Linked DNA regions of Gossypium hirsutum: region 1 is linked to region 2. A link is a contact called in public Hi-C data. All regions are on one chromosome and are shown on one strand. The core of a region is the stretch at or near the end of the contact, and the rest is flanking DNA. Distances in the headings are between cores, read along the strand shown. Region 1 holds the start of LOC107909961 (anthranilate synthase beta subunit 2, chloroplastic). Region 2 has its middle 32 kb from the start of LOC107887263.

Region 1 (7,031 bases), core at 2,449-4,948, 130 kb before region 2:
CAGTGGAGCGGATTAAAACCTTAGATCTTATCTCTCTAAAGTTGCAGAGAGCAGATCGCATCTAGTCTTATCTCCCTGAAGTTGCAGTAGAGCAGACTAAGCAAGCAAGTCTTATCCTCCTGAAGTTGCAGTGAGGCAAACTGAAGATGGCAAATCTTATTTCCCTGAAGTTGTAGTGGAGCAGGTTAAAACCGATAATCCTATCTCCCTGAAGTTGCAGTGGAGCGGATTAAAACCTTGGATCTTATCTCTCTGAAGTTGCAGAGAGCAGATCGCATCTAATCTTATCTCCCTGAAGTTGCAGTGGAGCAGACTAAGTAAGCAAGTCTTATCCTCCTGAAGTTGCAGTGAGGCAGACTGAAGATGGCAAATCTTATCTCCCGAAGTTGCAGTGGAGCAGATTAAAACCAATAATCCTATCTCCTTGAAGTTGCAATGGAGCAGATTAGAACCACAAATCATGGATCTTATCTCTCTGAAGTTGCAGAGAGCAGATCACATCTAGTCTTATCTCCCTGAAGTTGCAGAGGAGTAGATTGAAGCACTAGTTCCTATACCTCTGAAGATGCAGTAGGAAGGGACGAGGCTATTTGAAGAAGAAAAGCACCAAGGTCCAGCATGTCTGGGCAAAATCGGGCATTTTTTTAAATTTTTGCTCCGTTCTCGTTACACGATAACGAGCAAAGAGGGGCAGCTGTAATACCCGATTTTTTGCCCTGGGTACAAATAATAAACGGGCCCAAATGAAACTGCCCAACTGCAATAAAATATGCCCAAACCCAGACCCAATTAAACTACAGAGGCCCAAATTAGTGGCCTAAAATAGTCAGAAACCCTAGGGTTTCTAAGGATCTCTATGGCCGCCTCATACTACTCGCGCCGCAGCCAAGCCTCCATACCTCCGCGTCTTCGCCTGCAAGAAATAAACACAAAAGGAAACAAAAATCAAAGATCACAGATCAAGAAGATACTGAATATGATTTATTTCCTATTTTTATTATCATCATGGCTATAAAAAGGCCATTAAAACATTGTAAACAGGATCCGAAAAAACAATCAATAAAAGAAGTAGCAAATATTTTTCACAGCAAACACAAAAACTTCATCAGAGGATTAATCAGGAAATACAAAGGTTGATACTTTTATTTTCGTTTTTATTTTTTTTTACTTAATGCAATAAAACAAAATAAAGGGTAAAAGACTTATCTTTGCCCGCATTTGAAACGTCGTTAGGGCGGTCAAGGTTCGTCTCCGAGGATAAACGATTGGGAAACCGAAGGGTTTCCTAGGCTTTTAAGGTCTTTTTGTTGATATTTTGACGGATTTGGACCCAGATTTGGGCTTAGGGGAGTCTAAAGAGCCCAGGAGGGTATTTTCACCTTTCCGGCCACCGCGGACGGTGGTGCCGGCGCCGGAGATCGACGGCCGGTGCGGTGGCCGGTGACCGTCCGATGACTGGGCCCTAGCCGTAGGACAAGGAAGAGGAAAGCATTTTTGAAACCCTTTTCTGAAGTTTTTTTAAAAGAAGGAAAAATGAAATTTTTTAAATTAAGTTTTGGCTTATATAGCCTACTGAAAACGGCACCGTTTGGAAGGGTGGGATCTGCGTGTCGACCCGACCCGGACCCAGGATCCCCGTGTTTTTATGCGGAGGGGTAAATTACACTTTAGCCCCTCCGCCTTTTAATATCTTTACAATTAAGTTTTTTTTTATTTTTAAATTTACCCTTTTATTCTTTTTAAAATTCAATTCGATCCTGATTGGACGACGCGGTTTAGGGAAGTAGGGAAAATTTCCCTTCCGGTCCCTCCGTGTAATACGCGCGTTCAATTTGGTCCTTCGGTCTCCATTTATTTACAGATTTGCCTCAGAATTTTTATTTACAGTTCAAATTAGTCCTTTTTCATTTTTCAAATTAGTCCTTTTTCATTTTCTTTATTTTTTTTATTAATTAGTTTTTTTTATTCTTTTTCATATTTAATTATTTTTTAAAAATATATGTATATATATATTTTTTACATACGCATATTTATCTTTGTAGTATAATATAATTATTTTTATTTTATTTTTATGCATATGTAATTTTTTTTTATAATCTATATATATTTATTACTTATAGATGTGCCCACGCGCATATAATTTTTTTATAAAAACAAATAATTTTTTATTTATATATATACGTATTTATTTATTATTTAGTTTTTTTAATGCTCAAATATATATATTTTTAAGCACCTATTTTATAATATATATATGTTTATATATTTTTCTTTATTTTCATAAATATATTATGTATTATATATATATATATAAAAATTCTATAACCCAAAAATTTATTTGTAAATTATATGTATATTTTTAATCTTCATAATTTCCATGTGTATATTATATGTCTTCTGATCTTTATTTATTTTGTTTGCTTTCCTCATTCATTGTATAATTGTGTTTACATTTAATGTTTTGCATGTCATGGATTATTGTTTTTTTATTTTTCGTCTATTTATTTGTTTATATTATTTTTATGTCATTGATGTATTTATTATTGTTGTATTTATTATTATAGCATTTGTACGTATAATATAACGTTACATCATCTTTTACTCAAATTTAAAAATAGAAAATTTTCAAAATTGAGATAATGCTCTTATTTAGGATTTTCAAGGAAATTGAGCCCTAACGTATTGGGTTCCGATTTTCTTCGTTAAATCTATCAATCAAGCATTTCTCTTTAATCAAAAATAAGAACTCATTATTGGGAATTCAACACTTTGTGTCCTAACGTATTGGATGTGACGCATTGATTTCTCGAAATGAAGATTTTTTCTAAAAAATAATAAAAGAAATACTCCGAGTTTGGGATTTTGGAGGAATTGTGCCCTAACGTATTGGGCCGCGATTTCTTAAATCTTAAATAAATGGATATTCTTTTAAATTTTTATTATACAAGTATTCTGGCCCAATTCATTTTTTTGAGGAAATTAGAATGTCGTGCCCTAACGCATTGGGTGTGGCATTTTCTTTTTCTGAAATGATAAGGGTCTTAATACGTAACGTTTAAGAGTTTTTGCTAAGGATTATATTTTTCAAATTTTCGACATTAAAACATTAATTAATTAACTAGGTATCAATTTTTGGGCATAATGAGGGTGCTAATCCTTCCTCATACGTAACCGATTCCCGGACCCGTTTTTCTAAAATTCGTAGACCAAAGTCGTTTTTAGGTGACCCAATCACACCTTAATAAAATATTGGTGGCGACTCCCAATTTTTCTAATTTTTATCGAAGACTAATTTTTTGGTTTTTTTAAAAAAAATAAAAATGGTTTCGACACCTATAATTATTTTAAATGACTTTTATATTAAAATTTGGATTGCATTTTGTTTTCTATGCTCAAGAAATAAATAAATTAGATTAAAACATAAACTGGTCATTTTGTTAACAATGCTATCTATTTTTATTGTTTTATTGTTAAAAACGGGTGTAACTAACAAAATAATCAATTCTAGATATACTTTATTCTGACGTATAAATATTAGATTGCAATAATAAAAATAAACAAAATTTTAAAAAAAATGTTGAATTTGATCCTTAATCCATAAATAAAAGTAGCAACAGGCTGGCTCCATGCAAATCATATTTTAGATTTCCCAATAAGAATTCAGATTTCCTTCCATAATCCATAGAAACAACGAATGAAGAGAATACAATTCACCCATCCTAAAAAGAATTGTCCAAATTACACTACATATTTCCATTTTTGGATCTCAACACTGAACATTGAAAAGATGTTCCTATATAAACAAAATTCTCACTACTTGAATCATTCTAAGTCTGATTCTCCGAGAAACGGTGAACCTGAACTGCCCTTCCCACATTCTAATACTCTCACTCATTACTAGAAAAATGGCGGCTAATTTTATTACTCACTTATCTCTGGTTCATCCAAAACCTTCACTTTCTGCTAAATCCCTTCAAAACCCGTCTCTGTCTCACCTCTCCAAGCTCTCTCCTTCATCAAGTCTCTCTCTCTCTCTCTCTCTCTCTCTCTCTCTCTCTCTCTCGTACAGATTATCACAGGGACGTTCTTTTTCTGGTTTGCTTTGCAGGTGTTTGTTTTTTGCCAATCAAGAGAAGTGGGGTTGTGGGAAAACTCTCATTCGCATCGGCTGTAGCGGATTCAACATCTTCAATTCCGGAAGACAAGAAAATCAGCAAGAATCCCATTATCGTCATTGACAATTATGATAGTTTCACCTACAATCTTTGCCAGGTTTAATTGCATCTTCAAAATTTTGTTTCCTTCTCTCTGTCTAATCTTGCGTCTTCTCTGAGTTTCCCTTGATTCTGAAACGCTGTTGATTGCCTACAAATCTTTACGAAAACAATATAGAGTTACTTGTTTCCAGTTTTCACTATGCGTGAGAATATAGGGAAGACTTGATAATTTTATTAAAGTTAAGAAACCCAATTAAATTGACTATAATAGGAAGAAAGTACTTTATTAGATATGTTTTTTCCTTATAATATATCATATATGTTTGTTTGTTTGTATGTATACATGCATGTATATGGTATAGAAACGTTGTAACTTTGTTATGGCTAATTGTCAATTGAAGGCAAATATGGTTTGTGGGTATCAACCAGAAAAATGATGTGTTGTGTTGAAAGTTACCTATGCTGTGGTGATTTGAATTCGGTATCCTTTATAATGGAGGTCCAATTTGATGGTCTTGACCAATGAAATTCAGTACTCAACAGCAAGTGCAAAGTCTCTGGTCAGAGATTGCCACAATTGCAATAAAAAATGACTTTATCTTCCCTTTTTTTTTTATGGTAAGAAAAAATGTTGAGAAACCAACAGTATTAGGGAATAGAATTATATTTGACCACACCAATGTGGGGACCGTCCCTGCTTGATTCTTGTCTTTCTCCTTTTAAGAAGGTCTACTCTTCGTTTTTATCATCACCTTACGAAATGAATAATAGAATTTACATTACAGAATTTTTAGTACTTGAAATGTTGTTTCTTCATCATGTTGAATATCCTCAAGAGTTTACCTATAATTTTGTAGTATGTGGGAGAGCTTGGATGTCATTTTGAGGTTTATCGAAATGATGAGTTGACAGTAGAAGAGTTAAAAATGTAAGAACTAAGCTTCTTACTGCTGCAATGTGTTTTTATAATCCACTCATTTAACATGATGGCTACTTGAGTGGTGAATGATTACTTGTTAACATATAATCTCGAAATATTTGATTCAATAACGACAATTTTCTTGTATATTTGTAGGAAAAATCCTAGGGGAGTGCTTATCTCTCCTGGTCCAGGTAATAGTTTGTTATATGTTTTTTTCAAACGATAAATAAATTAAACATGAGAATTTTCATATTTAAGCATTTGATGTATACTTTGTATTCTATCCTTCATATAGGAACACCCCAAGATTCTGGAATATCATTGCAAACAGTTTTGGAACTTGGACCTATTGTACCTTTGTTTGGTGTTTGTATGGGTTTGCAGTGCATCGGTGAGGCTTTTGGAGGTGAGCATTCTAGGATACCTTAAGCAACTGTTGTTTATGCTAATAATGTTTCTACACAACACAATATTTATGCTAAGAATGCTAAATTGACATTTATTTTTATTTGTTTATGAAAATCATGGAAGATTAGCTGCTTGCTGGTGGGATTTTAAAGTGATCTTTGACTTCATTGAAAATGCAGGAAAGATAGTCCGATCTCCCTACGGTGTCGTGCATGGCAAAAGTTCTCTCGTGTATCATGATGAGAAGGGGGAAGATGGGTTGTTGGCTGGATTGTCAAAGTATGCATTACTTCTTCCAACGTGATTCTCGATTTAAAATTCTTCGACTGTGCTTCAATTATGTTTTATCTGTAGTCAAACTATCAACTTGATCATATTTGTTTCTTAAGCTATCTTTCTGTACCTCTAGTGGTTCCATAACATCACTTTCTCGTAACAAGTTTCAACTTCTAGGAAATACTATGTATTTCCATTTTCCTATATCCTACTACCTTGTGCTTAGCATGTGTTATATTGCATTGTATGTTAAAAAAATTCCCATTTTATTTTCATTAATTTCACCTCAAATTATTGGTAATTCTTTCTATTATTATGCATTTTCCAGCCCCTTCAATGCAGGAAGATATCACAGCCTTGTGATTGAAAAGGACAGTTTTCCCGGGGAAGCACTCGAGGTTACTGCTTGGACAGAAGATGGACTGATTATGGCTGCTCGGCACAAAGTCTATAAGCATGTTCAGGTAGCTACCATCGCTTTTTACTCGGAACGCATTGGTTCAATGATTTCGTTGCTATGTTAGAACTGATTTCTTCACCTAAATTAATTGCACTCCTAGCTCAAAAAATTGCAGTAACTATACGTTACCATCAAAACGAATCACAAAAGAGAAGTGCTGGTTTTTTGCGCCTTCCTTGTTTCTGCCTTCTAAAACCATGCATTTAATTCACTCGACTCATCTATATAACTTTGTCTGAATTAGAGTAGCAAGTTTATGGTGATGAAATTAACACATTGATCGAAAACTGTAGGGCGTACAGTTCCATCCGGAGAGTATCATAACTTGGGAAGGCAAAACAATTGTTCTTAATTTCGTCAAACTGATAGAGAGAAAAGAGGCAGCTGAATCTGGTAGTTAATTCAGCACATAATGGGTTGAGTAGTAAATGTCAAATAAGGGTATGGGAGAGTACATTGGAGATTCATCATTTATTCATTTGGACCAACCAAAGATACCCTTCAAACCTAGTACTTGGGTGAATGCTGCTTTAAAAGGATTGTGAACTGTAGCTTTCCAAATGATTTACGTGACTGCTTTTGGATGACTGTATTCTCTTTACAATTCCAGTTCAGAATTGGCCGTACAAATCCCAAAATATAATTAAAAATGTTTCTTATAAAAGCCAAGTATTTCAGTATTCGAATTTTTCATTAAAACATCATTTTTTTCAAAATTAAAAATAAGAAACTCTAAATATAAATATAA
Region 2 (6,740 bases), core at 3,415-5,914:
AAGTTCATAGAACCCAAGGTAAGTTTCTGTCCTATTAGGTGATTGTCCAGAAAGCTAGGTTTGCTTGCATGCGTGAATTTTGAAAGTTTTGTCTGTTTAAGTAATCTGAATCAAGTTTTGTCTTGTTAGGTGATTGTCATGAAAGCTAGGTTCGCTAACTGATTTGTTTTTCAGCATGAATGTTTATGGTTTGTATCCCGTGTGCGAACTGTTATGATTTTTGAGAACTTTATTTCTAAAACTAAGCTCCAAAAGTAAGTTTTCTTCAAACCTCTGTTTTCAAGTTCTGAAACTCTATTTTCAAGATATGTTTATAACCTATGATTTTAAAGATATGTTTTATACATTATCCTAAATGAGCCTATATTTTAAGATATGTTTGTAAAGTATATTTTATAAATTATATTTTATGAGCTTTCGTGCGAACTCTATGTGATAAGAAAGCTCCCTATGTGAGCTCTCTGTGATAAGTCTATATGTATGCTCATTTGTGAGCCTATGTTAGATACATTGGTATTTCAAAGGATTGTGAGTACTCACATTTCAGTTTTGTGATTTTGGGCATTAAGGCTTTGGGACATGTGGAGAGATAAGGAAATGCCGAGTTATGCTCCATTCACTGGGACATGTTGGTGTACAAGAGAGTGTATTGCATTGCGCTGCACTTATGAAACATGTTATAAGGACTCTTTGAGTCATTCTGAGGCGTTATAAGGAGATTCGCTTATCCAACGAGACGAGATTCTAATAAGTATGTGTTAAGTGCGAGAACATATTTTATGTTTCTCAGCCATTCTGATAAGACAAGTATGCGAGCATTTTCATGTTATATAAGTTTCATTTTCGATCAAGCACAAGCTAAGTGTTTAATTTTGATTTTCAGTAAATACATGCAAATCTATTTTACAAATTTATGTTTTCTAACAAACAGGATTTGCGAATTGGGTCTTGCAATCTTTCACCAAGAACCCAGCACGTGAAAACTATTTTTAGACTAAGTATTCTTTCTACTTTAAACTCTGTGTTGTAAGCATACTCTGCCGATTCTTGATTATTCATTGAGTTCTCAATGAACTCATCCACTCCTCTCTTACTTCACAGGAAGGTTGGTCGCGGATGACAGTGTAAAGTAGATGACTCAGTGAGGCTCATCCTTGAATAGATACTAGCGAACTTGGGAATTGGGTGATGGCGTTTATTACTTTATATGGGTTTAGATTTATCGTAAGTTGATTCTGTTATTAAATAATTTCTTTTAAAGTTTAAGTTTATCTTTGCGAACCATGTCTTAAAACATTTTATTATCCTTTATTATGAATAAAGTTTGATGTTTATTCATGCATGAGTGTGACGGGTATTTCCTATTGTCATGATATGCGAGTCAGATTTATTAAGTAGTTTTTTTCTACAACCTCAAAAATTACATGCGTACCCTTGATAGAGATAGTCTTTCTACTTATACGAACCCTACTAAAGAATAAAAACCCTTGCATGCATGATTCATTTGTTTGCGAAGTTTGTTTTTTTGTGAAACCATATTGTATATTGCGAACTTTAGTATTATGTGAACAATTGATTTTTAGGGAACCTATACTATTGTATGCGAACTTATGCTTTTGAATGAACTCATACTTTATGTGTTGCAAACTCATGTTGAATGCTGTTATGAGAACTTTTGTTATTTGATGTTTGCATACCCCTAAGTATTTCTACTATTTGACAGGTGAACCACTCCTTTATTTGTTTTGTAAGCTCGCATGTTTTATATACTATGTATAAGTACATTTTGCTATTATGTAATAACTTAACATATTTCATGCTATAAGTAAGTGGTGTGTTGGAGGTTAGGTTGGGAGTTAACGGAAAGTCACTTCAATGGCTAATGTGGCACGTTGTATTTGGGTTGAATCTACTCGGCCGAGTTTGGGGTGTTACAGTATTACTACTGCAGGAGCATATTAGTAGTATGAAAGGTTGAAAATGTTTTTTTCTAACAAATCCTCATCAGTTATGTTTTCTCCACATAATTTCAGATGAGAACTAATTTTGAAAATTTCCAAATTGTATTCACTTACAATATTAAAATCCTACAACCATAAGTGCATCCAATCATAATGAGCTTTAAAGAGTATTATTGTTTTATGATGATCGTTCTTTCAGATTATTCCACAACTTACAAGAGTCTTTTACAATGAGATAGTCCACTTTTAATTCTTTATGCAGATGATGACGGATGAAAATCATTACTTTTGCCTTGTATTGATTAGATGCTTCCTCATCTACTCCTAGACCTTTAGCATCTAGGTGAATTTCAACATCTAGCACCCATGACAAATAATTCTTGCTTGAGATGTCTAAGGCCGTAAATTCAAGTTTGACAAGATTTGACATTATTCTCACTAAAAAAATTGTAAAATAATAAGCATTCTCAATAGAAAAACAATCCAAATATATATACCAAATTTGCGGAATAATAATATGTATGTCAAATATTGGCATAGAGAGGAATAGTCATAATAATAACTTAAGACAAATTGAAATAATTGAAATTTCTTTTAGTAACCTTAAAAAAATATGTATTCATAATTATCATTATAATATTTATATAAATTTGATTTGTATGCTTTGAATATGTCTCTTTTTATAGAAATATAATGAACAAATTACAACAATGATATGTATATCGTATATCGTATATAGTTCAACGGGAGCTTTACGAGCAAGTTATATATAGTCGCAATGACGTGAACTTTGCTATGAACTTGTAAAGGCTTGTGCTGATAACATATTATAAAACTAAAAGAAGAATACAAAGATTAAGAGAGAAAGAAAGATAAAGAAATAAAATGATGATTCAATTTTTACTTAGAGATACAATAAACTTGCACATGCCCTCTATTTATAAGGTTTCAAGTACCATAAGTTACAAATTATTAAGGACCAACATTAAGGTACCCGATAAATGATTTAGAGTTTACAAGATAACGAATTTACACATTCTTTAGGGATTACAATAGGATAAATTTGTGGGGGTTGTGGACATTCATTTATTAATGGATTTACAATACCATTCACTTTGATCTTACTCATTTTTTCATTTGCTTTGTTGTTTTATGCTCTCTTCATTTTTATCTTTTTTCCCTCTTTTTTCATGTAGATTGGCGTTGGCTCCACTCTTCCCAAATCATTAATAATGTATATGTGTTTTATTTATAACTCAAAGCAAAATCTTAACTTGAAACAAAATCTAGGCTTAAAACATTACTTTCATTCTTAACAATAGTAAAATTTTCTATCATCAATGGCCTATCTGTAGGATTTTCCTAATTATTATGAAAAGAAATAAATGAGAAAATATTAAGAATGAAGAGGACAAGAGAGAAGAGCGAAATATTCCATTATATAGTTTCAATTCTTTGGTAAGTTTCAAATTTTTGAAATTTGAGATTTTTTTTTAATTTATAATACAAAGTACCCTAGTTTTTTTTATTCTAAACCCATCATTTCTTTCTTGTAACTCTATTTACTAGATTGATTAGGTTTTTGAGTAACTTTCAATTTTGGAAAATTTTATAATACGAAGTGCTCTTTTTCTTCTCCAAATCCACTATTTCTTTTATCGAATTTCAAGTCAAGATTTTACTTTCAGCTATAAATAAAAAATATATATATTATTTTTAATAATTTATGAAGAGTGGAGCTAGTGTTGATTTGCATGAAAAAGGAGAAAAAAAAGGTAAAGAAAGATGAAAATAAAGAATGTGTAAAACAACAAAGCAAATGAAAAAATGAGTAGGATGAAAATGAATGTGTATTTAATGTTTTTTTTGTGAAAGTTCAAAGACTAATTTTTGATGAGATTGGATATAAAAATTAGCCGCAAAATTCTTGGCTTTTCTTTGTTGCAATTGATTTTTTTATATGATTTTATAATTTATTTTAAGACTTTTTTAACAATTATTGTTAAGAAAAATTTAAAATATCAAAATAAATTTTTAATTATAGTATTAACTATTAACCTTTTGAATTAAGGAGCAACGTTACTTTTCTTAATGGAGGTTAACAGTCTAGTGATAAAAATGCAACAATTTAATACCATTAGCGACTATTACGCAACTTTTGAAAGTTGATGACTAAAATATAAATTTAAACAAAGCTTAAGAACAATTCTTATGAATTACCCTCTTTTTAATATAAATTGACTTCTAAGCTAATATTTAATATCCAAACCAAAACACGGAAAAACTTGAATTATATAATGTTAATATTTAAAAAACCCAATTAGTTAGCCATTGAGATTTTTATTTGAATTTCAAAATTAAGTGATAATGTATAAATATATTATTTATGAAATTCATGAATGCCTATTTAGCAGTAATTTTAAAAATGGTAAGGAATTTATGAGTGTTAATAAATTTGTAAATATATAGTACATTGAAATCCAATTAATTTTTTCATAATATAACAAATGGAATCCCGAACACAAAATAAAAGTATTGTGAAATTTAGAACCAAATTAAAATTGGAGGACCTACTATGAAATTAATCCCGAAAGATTACATGTTTTTAGGGAAAATGATGCCTGTGGGGCTTCAGTAGCAGCAAGCCCACATGGCCGACATCCACATCGAGTGGGAGGGGTAAGAATTGTTAAGATGAGATAAAAGATAAAACGTAAAAGTGTGAATACAAGAATGATGAAATATTGTGGTTTTGGTCCCCATCCCATCTCCAACTTATTCCATCAACATCTTCTATTTCTTTCTTTCAAATTTCTACCAACTTCTTTTTCTCTACCAATTACTAACACAAAACTCATAAATTTTGAATTATGATACACAGTGGCAACAACGTATCTGCAAAAATCTTAAAAAGTCGATTTAGTTTTACTTTGAAAAGCAAAGAAGAAAGTGGGAAAACAATATACATAAATAAAATGTGCATTAAACAGAAGAAAAAGGAAGAACAGATCAAAGCAGAGCCAAGGGAGAAAAAAACACACCTTTCTACTTTATTTCTTTAGATATATATTATTCAAGGTACTATAATGTACAGGCAAAACACTGTTCCCTTTCAAAATGACCCCCGCATTTCTTTCTCCAAACATCTTTCTCTTTCTTTTTTCTTTATTTGTGGTCTTTACTTTTTGTGCTCTGCTGCGAGATTTGTTGCTGGTCAATTTGCAGGATTTGATTTTAATGTAGAAAAAATAAACAGTGAAGGTGCTCTTCTCAATTTGCCTTTGTTGCTTTAAACTAAGACACCACTTTCATGCTTGGAAGTTAACATGATTAGTGTTGTTCCTCTGTGAAATCCCATTTTTTATTAAATATAGCAAGAGAAAAAAGAAAACCTCATTTTTCTATTGAGGGAGATAATGAGATATTTTTGGAGTTTGAGCTGTTTTACATCTTTTGAAACTCATGCTTGTCTCTGAGAATTGATAACTTGCCTTGTATGGTGAGTCCGTGTTTGCTTGTGTTTTTTAGCTTAGATATGAAGTGGGTATCAAAGAAAGAAGAAGAAAAACAAGTTGAGATGGTATTGTGCATTTGGTAATGGTTCTTAAATTGCAGCAAAGCCATCACCACCAATCAGTGGCTGTCAAAGGGAATGAACAAATGGGGACCAAAAGAGGATACACATTTATTCAGTCTAACAGGGATTGGTTACCAAAACTTATTTTGCTTTGGGTAATGGTGATGGGTTTTATCAGCACTTGGATCTACAAAAAAATGGATGCGGACAACAACGTGAGGAGGGAAGAAGTACTAAGTAGCATGTGTGACCAAAGGGCGAGGATGTTGCAGGATCAGTTCAGTGTTAGTGTTAACCATGTTCATGCCTTAGCCCTTCTTGTCGCCACTTTCCATTACTACAAGAATCCATCTGCTATCGATCAGGTTTGTAAAATTTAGTTTTGGTCTTGAAAATCCTGAATGACATATGAGTTGGTTGTGGCTTATTTTGCAAGAAATGCAGGAGACCTTTGCGGAGTACACTGCTAGAGCTGCTTTCGAGAGGCCATTGCTTAGTGGGGTGGCCTATGCAGAAAGAGTGGTACATTCTGGGAGGGAGAAATTTGAGAAGCAACATGGCTGGACAATAAAGGCAATGCAGAGAGAACCTTCTCGTCTCCGAGATGAATACGCTCCTCTGATATTCTCTCAAGAAACTATTTCTTACATTGAATCACTTGACATGATGTCTGGGGAGGTAAATACTTTGCTGTTTATGGTTATTAGGCTTTACATTTAATTTCATTGTTAGAATTGACTGCCAATGTGCAGGAGGATCGAGAAAACATCGTAAGGGCTAGGGCTACTGGGAAAGCTGTCCTAACTAGCCCTTTCAGGCTACTCGGTTCTCATCATCTTGGTGTTGTGTTGACATTCCCTGTTTACAAATCCAAGCTCCCGCCAAAACCGACTATGGAAGAGCGAATTGTAGCCACTGCAGGGTATGTCCTGCACCTTATCTTTATATTGGAATCCCACTTTATTGTTTGCAAGCTCTTGCCTATTAGAGTTAGTGAATATGTCTGACTTAGTTTTGAAATTTATTGGTTGAATGAAAAAGTTGCACAAGATAATTTGAGAGTGTTGATGATGACTAAAAAGGTTTAGAGTTTATTGTAGATGAAATTGTGCTAGAATGCACATTTCAACCAATATGTTTATAGTTTAGACCTTGGTTTTGATTTGGGGTGGTGAAGTTAGTTATTCGAAGGTATATAAGTT

What was found. Hi-C and Micro-C count contacts between places; a contact is called where the count stands out from the background.
Region 1: a Hi-C map of leaf shows a contact between it and region 2, with 6 times the contacts expected there. The contact joins the promoter of LOC107909961 here to the enhancer-like site in region 2. A contact is called at or near these places in 8 of 34 Hi-C or Micro-C datasets (hypocotyl, leaf and petal).

Annotation. Positions count from the first base shown.
Region 1 is chrD02:50,175,661-50,182,691 of Gossypium_hirsutum_v2.1, reverse strand. It overlaps LOC107909961 (anthranilate synthase beta subunit 2, chloroplastic), which reads left to right and starts at 3,698. Exons shown (of 8, transcript XM_016837677.2): 1 at 3,698-4,020; 2 at 4,109-4,272; 3 at 5,075-5,145; 4 at 5,293-5,330; 5 at 5,435-5,545; 6 at 5,727-5,826; 7 at 6,152-6,287; 8 at 6,577-6,870. The coding sequence starts at 3,906. The coding sequence ends at 6,684.
Region 2 is chrD02:50,046,620-50,053,359 of Gossypium_hirsutum_v2.1, reverse strand. It overlaps the pseudogene LOC107909963. Among protein-coding and RNA genes, the nearest start is that of LOC107887263, 32 kb to the right of the region's middle. Within about 2 kb of position 4,664, at least 4 of the 9 cell types and tissues checked have an H3K27ac peak or open chromatin away from gene starts, as enhancers often do. A contact at or near this core is called in leaf, where this site is marked.